2 separate regions of the Ovis aries genome follow, and region 2 is linked to region 1. A link is a contact called in public Hi-C data. All regions are on one chromosome and are shown on one strand. The core of a region is the stretch at or near the end of the contact, and the rest is flanking DNA. Distances in the headings are between cores, read along the strand shown.

Region 1 (6,260 bases), core at 2,094-4,593:
CAGTATGGTTTATGTTGATATGCTTTGATACCAGACAAAGGTCAGTTTTTCTGGCACCAAAGCAAATCTGGGTTTGGTTCAGGTATATGGAGAGAGTCTCTGAAGAGGGTCCCAAAGGCACTCTCCACATCTGTCTAAGGCGATCCAAAGTAGAAGTAGTGGAGCCGGTGCTCAGGGCACAGAGCGGGTCTCAGAGGATCCTTGTGAAAGACTAGGTAAAAGATGACAAAGAGAACTTCCCTGGCAGTCCAGTGGTTAAAAACCTGCCCAGTCAATGAGGGGTACACAGGTTCGAGCCCTGGTCTAGAAAGATTCCATGTGACACAGGGCAACTAAGCCTGTGCTCTGCGAAATGAGAAGCCCAAGCACCTAGAGTGGAACCCCACTCACCACAACTAGAGACAGCCCGTGTGCAGCAACGAAGACCCCGTGAAGCCAGAAATAAATAAGTTTTAAGAAATGACAAGCAGGAGAAGTGCAAGGAGAGAAGGAAATGGGTCTGACTGCTTTCTGTCCTGCACCATAGAGTCAATGGAGACTGCTGGGAGGGAACATTAGACTCGGGTGAAGGGTGGGATTAGAGCAAAGGGTGGAAAGGAAAAGGCAGACAACCAGTATGTTTCAGTCGTAACAAGCAACATAAATAAAAATAAATCAAAGACTTACAGGAGATTAAAGATTAAGCAGAAAAATCTGATGACTTTAATTAGAAGATCGAAGTCCTCTGCAAACCTAATGTCACGTGTTACTACTAAAAGCAAAGACCAGTATGGTACAGTATTACTCCAGAGGAACTAAAGGAAGATCCTGAGGGCTGCTTCAGCCACATTCATTTTATGAACAAGAACCTCCTTCACATCAACCTTCAGGGAGGTACTGCCACCACAACATACACGGTTCCTTATTCAGTTTGAAAAGTGACTTAAAGTTTGGGCCCCAGAAAGATACCCCAACAACACGTGTCTAAACTACAACTGCAGGTTAACATGACTAAAGAAGTTATAAGAAGCTATGTGATGTCTTTGCTGGCACAGAGGTGGCCTTGGTTCCTCACCAGATGGTGGAGCCACCCTCTGAGCCACCCATGGAGAAACTTCCATTCTGCTGAATTACAAGAACCCAGGCTCCCTTCAGGACTGCAAGCTGAGCAGCACGGGGTGGACTCTCTGGCAGTGGAGGAGGAACGTTGCCAGCAGTAGCCTCAGTATCGAATCTGGCACCTGAATGATACCCTCCTCTCACCGGCACTAAGCCATGGGACTATGGAACCTAAAGGGCCAACAGTCACAGACTAGGCCACAGACAGATACCACGAGGTGCCAGGAAAAGCAGCGGACACAGCGGGGACTGTGCAGCCCCTGGTGCATAAAGGTCAGAGGACAGACCTCGCAGCAGGCAGGTCAGGCAGTCAGACCAACCAAGCAAGTTCTCTGCTGTGCACCCCAGGAGCTGAGCCCAGCTGAAGTCACAGGACCACATGTACTGTAGGCTCCATTTTGGGGGATGGGGGTTCCAAACATTCCCCCCCTGACTTCAGAGGCTCATTTTTATCATTTCTACTTTCTCTCCTTCATTTAATTCACTGCACTTTAGCTCCTGCCCCAAATGATCACCAGAACTGTTCTCATTTAGGGGCCCAGAGTGCTCCACACTGATCACTCTGGAGGGCTTCTCTGCCCTGTCCTTCCCTGTCTCTGCGGTAGCCAACACTGCTGGTCACTCCCTCCTTATAACTATCTGCCCTTGCAGCTTCCACACACCATTCTTCCCTGATTCACCTATCTTTCTATTCCCTCATCTCTTTACAAGTGGAAGGTTTCCTCTTCCGCTTGCCTCTGTGGCATTCCCATGGTGCCATCTTTCATCTTTACTGAGTTCTTCATCCAAACCTCACAATCTCATCTGCCATTACAGGTTAGAACAAAGAAATTCATGTCTTCATGTAGTGAGCTGATCTCCAGACCTCTGTAACCAACTGCCACCTAAACACCCCAGACAAACCTCAAACTCAACCTATCCCAAAGCAATCTGACTACCTTTCCCAATAAACCAGTTCCTCTCTCCGTACTTCTCATCTTGGTGAAGAGCCAAATACACAGGCCAGAATCATCCCCAAGTCTTCCCTCTCACCCACTGCCCATATTAAGACACCAAGAATTACTGATTCTATTTCTTTCAAGGTATCTGTCCCCAGTCCCCACCCTCACCATTTCTACAGCCACTTCAATTCTTCTTGGCTAAAGGGCAAAGGCCTCTGTCCTCAAGCGTCTGCCACTTTTTCAGTCTACCTTCATTCTTACAAACAAAGTACCCTTTAAAAGATAAAAATCTGGTCATCTCATTATCCTGCTTCTAATCTTCCCACTGTCCGCACACAGTTTTTAAACTTTCTTAGTTCAACCTTCAGAACCCACTGACATCTCCTGTTTGTCAGTCTCTCTAGGTTCAAATGCCTTCATGTCCCCTAAGCACTCATATTCCAATCAAATGAAACTGCAAATATTACACAGGAAGTACTTCCTGATTACAGGCTCCAGCATATCATGTTCCCTCTGCTTAGAAAGCATGTGCTCACTTATATCTGGCTATTACCTTATATGAAAACCCAGTGTCACCTCCCACAGGCAAAATGATACACTCAAATTCTGACACTTCAGTGTCTCTCTGCTATGTCCCAACTGCCATAGCACTTACATTGTAGCTATTCATCTTTGTATCCTTACTAAGACAAACCTACCATGAGACAAACATGAGTTGAAAACAAAGAGCTAGAGTAGCAATGACTTGCAGGAGACGTTCCAGAGAGAGACACTGTTCACACAGCAGGGAGACAAGGGGCGAGATTCCAGGCTCTCTAAGCAGAGTAACCACATTCCAGATGTTAGTGAAACCTGCACCCATCTATCTACCCTGAGCTTTGCTGCCTCCAGATTACTCTTGGACTTTGACACCTAAAGTCAAATAAAACATGGTTCCTATCAAACTCTCAAGAACTTCAGCAGTGGAGGTTTTTAAGCAAATTAATGGAGCCCCAGTTTGTAGTACTAGAACCAGGTCATTAAGGGGCTATTATCTTGAATCTCCTCTTCCTGAAAAAAGGATAAGAGAAAAACTCTAGCAGGGGATATTCAGAAAAAAGAATTAAAGAGCATTTCAGCAGTTTCTGTTACCCACGTGATTCCTGTCTTAAAATGCACTGGCTAGCACAAGTGATCCAGGTCTTGATAGCCTGTGGCAAGCAGCCCCCTGAGTCATAAGGCACTGAGGCCAGATGAATTCCAATGGGCTGTAGATAGTTTGCCTGCTTCCAGAGGAGCCAGACCCAGCTACAGTGAAAGGAGCCTGCAGCCCCCTCTACTGGTTGTTTTCAGAACAACACTGCCTGGAGCTTTTGCAAGGGTATGTTAGAGCCCTGGCATGTTCATGTCTCTCGGGAAACAACCTTTAATGAAGGCAATGGCACCCCAGTCCAGTACTCTTGCCTGGAAAATCCCATGGATGGAGGAGCCTGGTGGGCTGCAGTCCATGGGGTAGCTAAGAGTTGGACACCATTGAGCAACTTCACTTTCACTTTTCACTTTCATGCATTACAGAAGGAAATGGCAACCCACTCCAGTGTTCTTGTCTGGAGAATCCCAGGGACGGGGGAGCCTGGTGGGCTGTCGGCTATGGGGTCGCACAGAGTCGGACACAACTGAAGCGACTTAGCAGCAGCAGCAGGCTCTAAAGGGTCAAGAAAGAGTTTACAAATCCGGTGTTCATTCCCCCTTCCACCTTTTTTCTTTTCCCCTAAAAGCTCATATGTGGGGAAAATCAGAGAGAGACTGTGCATGCCTAGGGAAAGGCGCACACTCAGAAGAGACCTGAGAAGACCTTGAGTTCATACCTCAAGCTGACTCTCAGCACAGAAACAACCCACTACAGTACAAAAATAGTAAACAATAAACAAAAGTCAGAAAGCCTAAGGAAAAGGAAGAAAATCTGATTTTGAGCTACGATTTTATTAGATCAAGTATCCAGTTTTCAACAAAGAATTCACAAGGTAAACAAAGAAACAGTTAAGTATAGCCCAGGCAAATACATAAACAAATTAACAGTCTCTGAAAAAAACCCAATAAAAAGTCTACTAGACAAAGGCTTTAAAACAACCATCTCAAAAATAAATAAAACATTAAAGATGCTCCAAGAATTAAAAGATGTGGAGAAAGTCAAGAAAACAATGCATAAACAAAATGGAAATATCAATAAAGAGACAGAAAGAAACAAAGAGAAATTCTGGAGCTGCAAAGCACAGTGACTAACATGAAAATGACTAGAGGGACTCGAAGGCAGATCTGAACAGGCCAAACAAAGAGTCAGTGAACTTGAACAGAAAAAAGGATTAAAGAGAAGTGAATAAAGCCTGGAACACCACGTGATGAACCAACATACACATTTTGAAAGTCCCAAAAGGGACCACGTGACCATCAAGAGCCGAACAGTTAAAGAAGGTATGGTGTGTGCGCGCGCGCACACACACACACACACACACACACACTCACGCATGCATGCACGCACGCACACACACTATGGAATATTACTCAGCCATAAAAAAGAATGAAATACCATTTGCAACAACATGAATGGACCTAGAGATTATCACACTAAGTAAGTCAAAGACAAATATATCACATGTGGAATCTTAAAAAAAAAAAAAAAAAAGGTCCCAAATAAACTTACTTACAAAACAGTAAAAGACTCAGACACAGAAGACAAACTTACGATTACCAAAGGAAGGGAGGGGTAAATTAGGAATTTGGGATTAAGAGATACACATTCACTATATATAAAACAAATAAACAACAAGGACCTCTTATACAGCACAGGGATCTATATTCAATATCTTGCAATAACCTATAATGAAAAAGAATCTAAAAAGAACATATATATATATATGGATAACTCAATCAATATGCTGTACACCTGAAAGTTATACAACACTGTACATCAACCATATTTCAGTTTAAAACTTAGTCTTTAAAAAACAACAACAATAAAAACAAAGCCTTGGGAATATGTAGAAAAATTATCAGAGTTCTAACAGTTGCGTCTTTGGAGTTCTGGAATGAAAGGAGGAAGAGACTGGGACAGAAAAAAATGTTTAAAGAAATAATGGCCCAAAACTTCACAAACCAGAGTAAGAGATAAAAATTTACATAACCAAGAAATTCAGCAAAGATAAACTTTAAAAAAAAACCATAAATCATTCAAAGACCAAATACAAAGAAAAGTATTGAAAGCAGTCACAGGACTTCTTTTTTAAACTAACATCTTTCAAGAGCTGAAAGAAAGGATCACTCAATCCCATGAAACTATCCTTCCAAAATGAAAGAATATATATAACACTCCCATTTGAACCAAAACTAAGAAAATTGCAGCCAGCAGGCCTGTTCTAAAAGAAGTGCTAGTAGAAGGTCTTCAGGCTGAAGTAAATGCTAAAAAGTAAACATGAACGGGAATGAATGATGAAAAGAAACAGCAAAATTCTAAGTAAATATAAAAGACTATTTTTGTCCTCTTAACGTTCTTTAAAATATGTATTGGTTCGGCCAAAAAGCTCGCTCAGGGTCTCCCATAACATCTTACGAAAAACTGGAACTAACTTTCTGGCCTACCCAATAGTGCTGGAGAGGATGTGAAGAAACAAGAACCCTTACATTGCCTGTGGGAATGTAAAATGGAGCAGCCACTAGGGAAAACAGTATGGTAGTTTCTCAAAAAAGGAAAAATAACAATTATCCTAAGATCTAGCAATTTGGCTTCTGGGTATACACTCAAAAGAACTGAATGCTGAATCTCCAAGAGGTATTTGTACACTTGTGTTCACAGCAGTACCATTATGCATAACAGCCAAAAGGCAGACACCACTCAAATATATACACTAATAGATAAATGAATAAACAAAATGTCATACATACATAAGATGGAATAGTAAGCAGCCTTCAAAAGGAAGGAAAACCTGACACACACTACAACATTAATGAGCCCTGAAGAGGTTATAAATGAAACAACCAGTTACAAAAGAACAAATACCCTGTAATTCTCCTATGAAGTAAAGTAGCCAAAGTCAGAGATACAAAGCACACTGGTGGTTACCAGAGGGAGAAGGGAGGATGGGCAGTCACTGTTTAATGGGTATACAGGTTTAGTTTTGCATGATGAAAAACTATCCTTTGGATGGATGGCAGAGATGATGGTACAACTGACTCTATCTAATGCCA
Region 2 (6,003 bases), core at 1,562-4,061, 290 kb before region 1:
TTGTCCATATTCATTTGTTTTATTTTTTTTAGATTACAAATATAAGTGTTAACATAGAGAATTTGCTTTGTCTAATAGTCCATTGTGTGTGTGTGTGTGTGCACTACATCTTCATCCATTCACTTGTTGACAGATGCTGAGGTTGCTTCCACTTCTTGGCTGTTGTGAGTCACGCTGCTATGGACGCTGGGGTGCATGTATCTTCCGGAATTAGTGTCTTCTTTTCTTCAGATATATACCCAGTGGTGGAATTGCTGGATCATATGGTAGTTCTGCTTTTAGCTTTTTGAGGAACCTCCATAGTGCTTTCAACAGTGGTTGGACCAATTTACATTTCCACCAGCAGTGTACCAGAGTTCCCTTTTCTCACATCCTCACCAGCATTTGTTTGTGATCCTTTTTGATGGTAACTCTTCCGATGGGTGTGAGGTAATATCTCACTGTGGGTTTGATTAGCATTTTTCTGGTGATTAGTGATGCTGAGCATCTTTTCATGTGTCTGTTGGCCCTCTGTATGTCTTTGGGAAAATGTCTATTCAGGTCTTCTCATTTTAAAAATCAGGTTTGATATTGAATTATATGAAGTGTTTATATATATTGGATGTTAACCCTTATCGTCATATCACTTCCAAGTATTTTCTTCCATTTAGCAGGCTGTCTTTTTGTTTTGTTGATAGATTCCTTTGCTGTGCAAAAGCTTTAAAGTTTAATTAGCCCCCACTTGTTTATTTTTGCTTTTTTTCCTTTTCCTTGGGAGACAGATCCAGAAAACTACTGCTCTGATTTATGTCAAAGAGTGTTCTGCCTATGTTTTCTTCTAGGAGTATTATGGTTTCCAGTCTTAACACATTATTGGCTGGTGATGTATTAAAACATCTTTTGTCAGCCAAACGTTATTGACCAGAGACGATTTAGTATTCACCTACATAAAAATCGCTGGCCACAGGTGTTAGTTTCTGCGAAAATTCCCTGGTCAATAATGTGTTAAATTTAGGACTTTAATCCATTTTAAGTTTATTTTTGTATATGGTGTGAGAAAATTAGAACATTTCCTAATTTCATTGATTTATATGAACCTGTCCTGTTTGCCCAGCATCACTTATTGAAGAGACTGCATTTTCCCCACTGTATGTTTTTGCCTCCTTTGCCATAGATCGATTGGCTATAAGTGTGTGAGTTATTGCTGGGCTCTGTATCCTGTCCCACTGATCTATATGTCTGTTTTTGGGCCAATACCATACGGGGTTTTGTGTTTTTTAATATTTATTTATGGCTGTGGCAGGTCTTAGTTGCAGCAGGCGGGGTCTTCTGTTGGAGCACACAAGCTTCTCAAGTTGTGGCTCACAGGCTCCAGAGGGCGTGGGTGCTGTAGTTGCTGCACACAGGCTTAGTTGCCCCTCGCATGTGGGATCTTAATTCCCACAGGGGTTCTTATTTCTTGTTGCAGCCTTTTCTTTTCCACTTAGGAAAGACCCTGTAACATGGTTTTTAGGGTGGGTTTAGTATTGATTAGCTTTCAGGTTTTACTTGTCTGACAAGTTCTTTATATGTCCTTCCATTCTAGATGGCTTCCCTCCTAGCTCTAGTAGGAGCTGCCTGCCGGTTCGATTCCTGGGTTGGGAAGATCCCCTGGAGAAGGGAAAGACTACCCACTCCAGTGTTCTTGGGCTTCCCTGGTGGCTCAGCTGGTAAAGAATCCACCTCTAATGCGGGAGACCTGGATTTGATCCCTGGGTTGGGAAGATCCCCTGGAGAATGGAATGGCTACCCACTCCAGCATTCTGGCCTGGAGAATTCTGGGGACTGTATAGTCCATGTGGTCACAAAGAGTTGGACACGACTGAGTGACTGTCACTTTTCACTTTAAACAAAAGTGACTCTTTTTCTCTCGATCCCCTTAGAATTTTCTTTTTAGCTTCTGCCATCTTAATTATGATATGTGTTGGCATGGATCTCTTCGGATTCATCTTTTCTGGGGCCCTCTGTACTTCCTGTACCTGAATATCTGCTTCCTTCTTCAGATTCAGGGTGTTTTCACCCATAAGTCCACCAAATACATTTTTGACCCTTTGCTCTCTCTTCTTCTTTTGGGACCACTTATTATATAAATGTTGGTACAATTGATGTTGTCCCAGAGGTCCCTTAAACTGTTCTCATTTTTCACATTTCTTTTGCTTTTTTCTGATTGGATGATTTCCATTATTCTATCTACCGGATCACTTATGCATTCTTCTGTATCACGTAGTCTGCTGTTAACTCCTTTGTTTTTTTGTTATTGTAATCTTCAGATTTGACTGGATTTTCTTTTTATATTTTGTAACTCCTTATTAAAATTATCACTGTGTTCATCTATTCTTTTCCCTATATCAGTAAGCATTCCTATTACTAAATCTTTGAACTTTTTTTCTTGTAAATTATTTATCTGTTTCATTAGTTGTTTTTCTTGTTCTTGCTTTTGAAACAAATTCCTCTGTCCTCTCACTTTGATTAAATGTCTCTGTCTCCTTGGAATTAGGTGAAACGGTTACCTGTGCTGGTCTTGTGTGAGAGCAACCCTGTGCAGTCTGTGTGTACCCAGCGGCTTTTCTGGAAGAGCTGGGTCTGACATGCGTGCACAGGTGCTAGCTCGCTCAGGCGTGTCCGACTCTTTGCAACTCTATGGACTGTAGCCCGCCAGGCTTCTCTGTCCATGAGATTCTCCAGGCAAGAATACTGAGTGGGTTGCCTTGCCCCCCTCCATGGGGTCTTCCCAACTCAGGGGTGGAACGCGTCTCCTGTCTCCTGCATTGGCAGGTTGGCTCTCTCCCACTAGCGCCACCTAGTGGAAGCGCGGGCACAAGTCACCACCCCAGGGTGTGCTGGCAGTTAGCGCCTTGATAGGAAGCGAGGCTAGAAACCGAGAGCCTAGGGCTGGAGCCTGGTGTGAGCTGGGGCATCTCTTCTATCAGTGACCAGCACATCCCTTTTGGGTATGGGGTCAGTCCCCACGCTGCTAGAGCAGAAGTCCTGAGGATCAAGTCCACGCTGTCTCTGTTCCCTCTGTGTGTGCGTTCCCTGCTCCCAGCATTGGCAACTTTGTCCTAAAGGGAGCAGTGCTAGGCAAGAGGGGCTGGAGTGGGCGCTCTGTGTGGGTTGGAGCACGGGCTGGGGCAGCCCCTGCACCAGTCAGAGTTCCTGTTCACTCCCCATCTCCTGCCTCCAGAAGCACCAAAAATGCCTTCCCTCATCTGTCTACGTGCTGCATTGGGTCGGAACTGGCCGTGCAGCCCCCTCAGCTGGGGCAGCCTTTGCCCTAGTGTGGAGCTGTGCCACGGGGCAAGAGAGGCCGGGGCAGACTCTCAGCTCGGGCTGGGGCACAACTGGGACCTTTGAGAGAAACTGGCCAGGGTCCCAAACAGCTTTAATCTGTTTCTTCCGCCTTGGTTTTTGGAAATCAGCAGGTGTGTGCACCCTTCAGGAACAGTCTAAGTTTCTTACTGCCCTGCTCTCTGCCCCACTGGTTCCCAAACTAGGTAAGGAGACTCATTCTCCCAGGGCCAGGCCCCCAAGCCTGCCCAGTGTCTCCAGGGGCCATCTCCAAGGCCATGTAATTGCCCGCCTCTTCTGTGTCCACTCCCAGGGGTGCAGATCACCCCGATCACTTTTCTTTCCTTCCTGCCTGATCCTGTGTGAATCTCTTACAGCCTCGGTGGTAGGTGTCCTTTGCCGTTCTCCACCTCACATGCATTTTTGATGTGCTCAAGGGTGTGGGTGAGCTTGTGTCGTCCTGTTCCGCCATCTTGATCTCCTCCAACTTCATTTTTTAAGGATAGTCTTTCTGCGTGTAGAATTCTTGGGTGGCAGTTTTTCCTTCTAACTCTTTAAACATGCCACTCCAGAGCTTCCCTGGTGGCTCAGTGATAAAGAATCTCCTGCCAATACAGGAGATGCAGGTTCCATCCTTGGGTCAGAAAGTGCCCCAGGAGAAGAAAACGGCTGCCCACTCCAGTGTTCTTGCCTGGGAAATCCCATGGACAGAGGTGCCCAGGGGGCTACAGTCCATGGCATCACAGAGAGTCGCAACAGTGACTAAACGGCGACAATATGCCACTCCACTGTCTTCTGTTGCTTCTGAGAAGCCAGTTGTTAATTGCGCTGTTTCCTTGAGTGATTTTTTTCTTGCTACTTTTTGACCTTTCCTTGTTCTTTCATGGGTTTCCCTGGTGGCTCAGACAGTAAAGCGTCTGCCTGCAATGCGGGAGACCCAGGTTGGATCCCTGGGTTGGGAAGATCGCCTGGAGGAGAAAATGAGTACTTCAGTACTTTTGCCTGGAAAAATCCATGGACTGAGGAGCCTGGTAGGCTACAGTCTGTGGGGTCACAAAGAGTCGGACACGACTGAGTGACTTCACTTTCACTTACTTTCTTTGTTCTTTCATGGTATATTTAGGGAGGGAGCTCTTTGTGTTGATTTAACTTGGGATTCATTGATATTCTTGGATCTGCAGTCTTAGTGATCGTTATCAAATCTGAAAGTTTGAGGGCTATTATATCTTCAAATGATTTTTCTGTCCCTTTTTTTAACCTCCTTTTTTTCTGACTACCATTTCCTACGTTGGTATGCTTGACGTTGCCCATCGGTCCTGAGGCTCTGTTCATTGTTGCTCAATCTTTTTTCCTGTCTAGTATTCAGGCTTGGGTGATTTTCACGATCTGTGTTCACGTTCATTGATTCTTCTACCATCTCACATCTATTGCTAAGATCATCTAGTGGGACTTCCCTGGTGGTGCAGCGGTTAAGGCCTGTACTCGTACTACACGGGGCTCAGGGTTGATTCCTGGCTGGGGCACTAAGATCCTGCATACTGCACAGCCTGGCCAAAAAAAAAAATGTTCCCTCCCTGTTCTTTTATGGCTGTACCTACACCCCCGCTTCCAACTCCTGAAAACTATGAAGAAATGTTGTCCAATTCTATAATTGTCCTTTCAAGAAAGTGGTATAAGAGAAATCATATAGTATGTGAACATTTAAGAGTGGCTTCTTTTACTTAGCACGATGCCTTTGAGATCTATCCCAGCTGTTGCATGTATCAAGAGTTCATTCCTAGGTGTCCCTGCTGGCCCAGTGGTTGAGAATATGCCTGTCAAAGCAGAGGACACGGGTTCAATCCCTTGTCCAGGAAGATACATGCTGTGGGGCAGCTAAGCCCAAGCACCACAACTACTGAAGCCCACGTACCGTAGAACCTGTGCTCAGCAGCAAGAGAAGCCGCTGTAATAAGAAGCCTGCACACCGCAGCTAGAGAGTAACCCCCGCTCACCACAACCAGAGAAAGCCCGCACACAGCAATGAAGACCTGGCAAGCCAAAAATAAATAAAGTAAGCAAGTAAAATTGAAAAGGAAGAATCCATTCTTTTGGGGGACCTTCCTATACTGTTGGTGGGAATGTAAATTGGTGTAGCCACTATGGAAAACAGTATGAAAGCTCCTTAAGAAAATTAAAAATAGTTGCCATATGATCCAGCAAGCCCATTGCTCATATACATCTGGCCAAAACTCTTAATTTGAAAAGATACGTGCACCCCGGTGTTCACAGCAGCACTACTGACAACAGCTAAGACGTGGAAGCAACCTAAATGTCCACTGAGAGATGAATGGACAAACAGCATGTGGTGTATATAACAATAATACATATTATATAGAGAGACAGATATATACTGGAGTACTACTCAGCCATAGAAAGAAAGAATGCCATTTGCAACAACATGGATGGACCTAGAGATAATCGTACTAAGTGACGTAATTCAGACAGAAAGACAAGCACCATACAAGCTCACTCACCTGTGGCATAGAAAATGTGATACAAAGGGACTTATTTATAAAACAGGAACAGATCACAGACATAGAGGACACACTTACGGTTACCGAAGGGGAAATGGGCAGTGAAAGCGTTCGTTAGTTGCTCTGTCGTGGCCAGTTCTTTGCAACCCCACGGACTATAGCCTGCCAGGCTCCTCTGTCC

What was found. A called contact is a pair of places that touch in the nucleus more often than the background predicts.
Region 2: a contact with region 1 is called in a Hi-C map of liver, with 2.0 times the contacts expected there. The contact joins two enhancer-like sites. A contact is called at or near these places in 5 of 16 Hi-C or Micro-C datasets (blood, liver and tail adipose tissue).

Annotation. Positions count from the first base shown.
Region 1 is chr24:28,511,999-28,518,258 of ARS-UI_Ramb_v3.0, reverse strand. The region is part of intron 5 of CRCP (CGRP receptor component); the gene reads right to left. Among named protein-coding and RNA genes, the nearest start is that of CRCP, 30 kb to the right of the region's middle. Within about 2 kb of position 3,343, at least 15 of the 54 cell types and tissues checked have an H3K27ac peak or open chromatin away from gene starts, as enhancers often do. A contact at or near this core is called in liver, where this site is marked.
Region 2 is chr24:28,797,634-28,803,636 of ARS-UI_Ramb_v3.0, reverse strand. No RefSeq gene overlaps it. Among named protein-coding and RNA genes, the nearest start is that of SBDS, 43 kb to the left of the region's middle. Within about 2 kb of position 2,811, at least 2 of the 54 cell types and tissues checked have an H3K27ac peak or open chromatin away from gene starts, as enhancers often do. A contact at or near this core is called in liver, where this site is marked.